Linked DNA regions of Sus scrofa: region 2 is linked to region 1. The links are chromatin contacts, called in public Hi-C maps. All regions are on one chromosome and are shown on one strand. Each heading gives the region's core, a stretch centred on a gene start, on an enhancer-like site or on the middle of the called end of the contact. The rest is flanking DNA. Distances are from core to core; before and after follow the strand shown.

Region 1 (2,700 bases), core at 169-2,668:
CTAAAAACAAAACAAAAAAAAGACAACACCCTAAAAAAGGGGGGGCTGATACATTGAATCATAGTTTATCCCCAGGAAAGAATGTTGGATGACAAGTAAGAAACCTGTTGAAAGTCTGAAAAAAGGCACATGTAGGGACAGAAAACAGACTGCAGGTGGCCAGGGGATGGGGCTGGGAAGGGGCTGACTGCAAAGGAGTGGGGGAATCTGGGGGTGGGGAGGTGGGTGATGAAAATGCCCTGTAGCTGAGCCTGCATCTCCACAACCGTAAAACTGTCCAAATGGAACTGAGCAGGACCCTTAGGGACCTTCCTGGGGCAGCCCTCCCACCCCCATATCTTCTGTTGTAACTCCTCTCTGAAGTACCTAGATAATAAATAGGATCTGATGCATGTTTCCTGAATTGTTTTACAGACACTAAAACCATCACCAAACAGAAGAAATTAACTTCTTGATGACCTTGAGCGTGAGACCTACTGGTGCCCAGGCTTGACAATGTTAACCCCTGCCACCCGGCCCTGTGACCTCACCACCAACCCATCAGAACTGTGTAGGAGTGGATCCCTTGCCCTGTGACCCCCCACCCCCACCCCACCTGGCTTTTAACGATGTTTTACAGGTTTGGTTCAGGGAGTTCAGGCTCTTTTAGGGGCACAAGTCTTGCGTGCCTGCAACAGGCCTTTCTCTGCTCCAGGCTCCCACGATTCAGTTTGTTTGGCCTCCCTGCGCGGGGAACACGCACTTGCCCTAACACGAACACACAGACATGACACTAAAAAGTTGAATTTTACTCTGGGTAAGTTGTGTCTCCATAAATTTAACCTTAAAAAAAAATCCTGAAGACTATTAAGCAGCCTGGGGAAATGCAAATGGCAGTTAAACAAAATGATTCGTTTGCCAGGTGTACCGCGGGCGTGGCGCTTAGAGGCGACATGCCATACTCAGCGAGTGACAGAGATGGGGTGGTCCAAGGAGACAACAGGAAGGAAATGCGCCCAAATCTATCAGCATCTCCCTCTGGAGGTGAAATGAAATGTTTCTCGCCTTAGGTTTTGTTTAGGTTTTTTGTTGTTTTGTTTTGTTTCGTTTTTGCAGTGATCAACTCTTCTGTCTTGGGGGAAAATGCCACAGCTTGGAAGCACCGCCCAGTTGCAATGGTTTTCAGGCGTTTTAGGGCTCTTTTCCCTCTGGCAGAACACTAAGGAGAGAGAAACTCACCGTGGGGGTGGGTGGGGTACCACCAGTGGGCAGGGGCCGACAGGTGCCGGGCGTGCGCGGGGAGATGGATGGGTGGGGTGAAGGTGGGGGACCGGCGAGTGTGGGCGGGACGGGGGTAGGGGGCTGGCGAGCAGACGGCAAGTAGGAGGGAAGGGGTGGGGAGGCTGGGGCGGGGGGCGGACACTGCGCTTGGGTCCCTGCGTTTTCCTTGGGCCGGGCGCTGCGAGGGGCCGGCCGCGTCCCCATTGGTTGTCGGGGAAATAAGATCACCTCCTGGACCATAGTCATTTCCGGAGCTGAGCTGCGGCGAGAAGAGGGTCCCCATGATGAGTGAGTCTTGCTTCCCCGTCAGCCTGGAAGTCGGGGGAGGGGGCGGGCCTGCTAGACCCCAACCCAAGAAGGAACAAAGACTCGCTTCTTTCCCTCGCTCTCTCAGCCGACTAACGCACGCACCCTCTCGGTGCCTCTTTCTCTGTGTCTCTCAAGAACGGGCAGCTGCAGCAGCCATCGGAGGAGGTGATCTCGCTGGATCTCCAGGCCTGCACCTGCCCCCGGCCCCGGGATGGGTGGGAGACCTTAGAGAGGTGGCCCTGCCGGAGTGGCGAGTGCTGGCTCGTTGGCCTCCCTCCGCTCCCAGAGCCGCGGGGGGCGGGGGGGGAAACCTCGGGGGCAGAGAGCGGTGCTCCCCCGAAAAGGCCTCCGGCACCCCCCGACCTAGCTGCTCCTCTGGCCCTCGGGTGTCATAGGCATGTAGAGATTTCATTCGAAACCGGGTTTGCTGCCGAAATCGGGGGTGGTTGATTTCTCCCCCACACGCACACACCTGAAGCCCAGGGAGGGGTAATGACTCCCCCACTGTCACTCAGCGAGCTAGAGACCCAACCGGCCCCCCCTCTAACCTACTTCCGCAGCTGGGTCCACCCCCCCCCACTTTTGTTCTCTACCTTGGGAGCCCCTCCAAGGGGCTGTCTCAGGATGCTCGGAGCAGAGTCCCTAGACTCTGTCAACGAATTCCCAACCGGGGTTCACTCCCGAGCCCACGCCCCGAGCCAGCTCCTCTCCCCCTACAGCCCTGGCCGTGGGGGCTGTGCCCGTGGTGCTGGGCGCCCTGGGCTTCACCGGGGCAGGGATCGCGGCCTCCTCCTTAGCGGCCAAGATGATGTCAGCGGCCGCCGTCGCCAACGGGGGCGGCGTCGCAGCCGGCAGCCTGGTGGCGACTCTCCAGTCCGTGGGTAAGTGTCTGAACAGGACGAGGGGCAGGGGGAGGGGGTGAAGGGTCAGAGTCCAAGTCTGAGGGAGGGTGTCTGCTCCTTCCAGCAGCGGGGTCCTCAGCATCGCTGATCTCTGGCTCCCCGCGCCCTCCTTCCTGACTCTAGAGCGAGATTTGCGGGGAGAGTTGGAGGGGTGAGGGGGTCCTGGGAAAGAGAAGAAGGGAAGGAGCCAGGGCATGTGATGGCTGGGCTCTGGGTCCAGCCCTACCCA
Region 2 (2,700 bases), core at 13-2,512, 230 kb before region 1:
GAGTAGTGGTTTGGGGGCTAGCTTCCCTCTCCCTTGAGCTTGTCCCAGGCTCTACCACTCACATATCCCAGGAACTAGGGTGATCGCCTCCCTCCATGATAAAAATGAGAGCCCTAAGTCACTTGAGGTCCCAATATTCTGTAAGATGCTAACTGCATCAGGATGACCCAGTGTCATTCTTTCACGCGATACCTCTGCGACTTGGCACCTGGCAATTGCCTGTTTTCTCCCTTCTGCACCTGGAAGAAGGGGCTTTGGAGCCCAAAGGACACAGAGTCCAGCTCCTCCTACGTGGTCTCCTAGGGCTGGGACCACGGCAGTCATAAAGCCGGTTCCGTCAGGCAGCTGACATTTACTGGTGATTCACCACACATCAGGCGTGGTACCAGGCTCTGGACCTACCGGACTCATTCACCCCCTCAGCAGCTCTGGAGGATGAGTATCCAGGAGAGATGAACCCTGGGTCGTGCAAGGCCATGGGGCTTCCATCACCCCACCCTCCCAAGGGGCCTTGTACCCCCTGGTGTCTCGGTCTGTGCTCAAGAGTCAGGAGAAGAATTTCCAGCACAGCGAGGGGAAAAGAAACAAGAGTTTATTGAGATAAGAGATGCTGCTGGAGCAGAAGGACAACTTTCAGATGATCAGCAAGAGCTGACCTTGGGCGAGTGGTTGTGTCTGTTTTTATAGCCCGTGGAGAGGAGTGGTCTCAGGATATACCGGCTGACCTGCTGATTTGTTGGGGAGGGGTCTTAGGATACACTTACTGGTGGCTTGGGGGGAGGATAAGGCCCCCATAGGGGTGGGGTGAGGAGTGGGCCACTCGCCTTTCCTAGTAGGGGCAGGAAAGAGTAGGCCAGGTTGCTCGAGGTGGGGGAGGGGGCATTACAATGAGATGGGTGGGGCTAAGACAAGAGTCTGGTAATTCTTTTTTTTTTTTGGTATTTCTTTTTTTTTAAGCTTTATTGAAGTATTGTTAATTTACAAGGCTGTGATCATTTCTGCTGTACAGCAAAGTGACCCAGTCCTGCATGGACACACATCCATTCTCTCTGATTCTTTTCCCACAGAGATTATCACGGAATCCTGGGTAGGGTTCCCTGTGCTAGACAGCAGGTGCCCTTTGGCCAATCAATCGTTCCATATACCCCAGAGTGCATAATGCCAATTCCAAACCCCGGCTCCATCCCTCGCACCCCACCCCCACCCCTGGGTCTGGTAATTCTTGTCTTGGCCAGAGGCTTCGAGTTCAATCTCCTTGCAGGGGCCTTGAAGCCCCACACCTGGTTCCGCTGGGCTGGGCCACTTCAGGGAAGAACAGCAAGGCCCTCAGATGGTATCAACACCCGCTGGCTGGGCTCCGGAGAGGGTGGGGGTGGGGAAGGCTCTTCCTGGGCCCATGGGACCCAGCGACTGCGACCGCCCTATAAGTAGGCAAGGCAAGGCCCCGTATGGAGCAGCCCGCGAGCGTCCAACCAGGGAGCCTCCCCGGGGAATAAGTGAGTTCCCTCCATCTGCCGAGTGAGTAGCTCTCCCTCAGGCCCCTGCGGAGCCGACGCTGGTGGGTGAGGCTGGCCCACTGGACCGAGGCGGAAGCTGAGATACAGACACACTCGGCTCTGATCTGCCAGGTCAGGATGTGAAAGCCGCCGTTGAGTCTTTGCTGTTCTGCTCAGCACGGGCGGTAGGGAAGTGATTATTCCGCATTCCAGGCCCTCAGCCCACGAGGCCCTGGGCACACCGGCTGCTGGGCTGGGCTGCTTCAGGTTGATTTTCTCCTTCTTCCACTCTCCCCAAGCTTGGACAGGGTCCTGTGGCCTCGGGGGTCTTCACCTGGGTCTCTTCTCCCTGCAGGAGTCAGAGCCAAGTCCCCTCGGGGGCCCCCCACTCCCCTGCCCCTCTGTTTCTGGATCCTCTCTCTCTCTCTCTCTCTTTCTTTTTAACTTGTTTGTTTTTGTTGCCCAAACTCAGCCTCTGTCCACCAGTGCCGAATAGAAACACAGACACAGAGTTGGGTGAAGGAGAGAAAAATAGCTTTATTGCCTTGCCTGGCAAAGAGGCCGCCACGGGGTAATGCCCTAAAGACTGTGCCCTCCTTTGGAGAGAACGGGAGGGCTCTTACAGCTCAGGAGTGGGAAATGGGGCTGCAGACAAGAATCGGGGTAGATGCAAGTTTGCATTCTCTCTCAAAGCTGGTGGTTAGTGGCCCCGGGACGGGTTCCAGCGGTCCTCCTTCTTCCCAGAATGAAGACTTCTTCCTCAAATCGTTCTTCCACTTGCTGGGGGGTCTAGTTCTGCAGAAAGGCTCAAACATATTTTTATGTACATTCCTTGAGGAGGAACCAGGACCCCGCCTCAAGGCTGCACTGCTGTTTCTTGGAGACTCCTCCCTGGTCTCTGTGTTCCCTCCCTTCCCTGATGAGCAGCTGCCCTTTGGGGCTCAGGGAAGGTCATGGAGCCCGAAGCCGATTCCCTAAAAACAAGAAATGGGGGACACAGAAAGGCCTGTGTGCCCAGGAGCCCCACAGGGCACTAGCTGGGTTTCATTTTTCATTTTTGTTTTTATGTAGATACCGTTGTTTCCTTTTCTTTTTCTTTCATTCTTTCCTTTCTCTCTCTCTCTCTCTCTCTTCTTCTTCTTTTTTTTTTTTTTTTTTTTTTTGAAGAGAATTCTACTTTCTTATCTTGTTCCTTTAACCTTCA

What was found. A called contact is a pair of places that touch in the nucleus more often than the background predicts.
Region 2: a Hi-C map of fetal liver shows a contact between it and region 1, with 1.6 times the contacts expected there. The contact joins the promoter of LOC100621494 here to the promoter of LOC100152306 in region 1. A contact is called at or near these places in 3 of 47 Hi-C or Micro-C datasets (embryonic fibroblasts, fetal liver and skeletal muscle).

The regions. Positions count from the first base shown.
Region 1 is chr7:115,369,579-115,372,278 of Sscrofa11.1, reverse strand. LOC100152306 (interferon alpha-inducible protein 27-like protein 2) reads left to right here and starts at 1,418. Exons shown (of 6, transcript XM_021099654.1): 1 at 1,418-1,548; 2 at 1,705-1,734; 3 at 2,289-2,450. The coding sequence starts at 1,542.
Region 2 is chr7:115,594,426-115,597,125 of Sscrofa11.1, reverse strand. LOC100621494 (alpha-1-antiproteinase-like) reads left to right here and starts at 1,262. Exons shown (of 5, transcript XM_021099664.1): 1 at 1,262-1,518. The coding sequence starts at 1,331.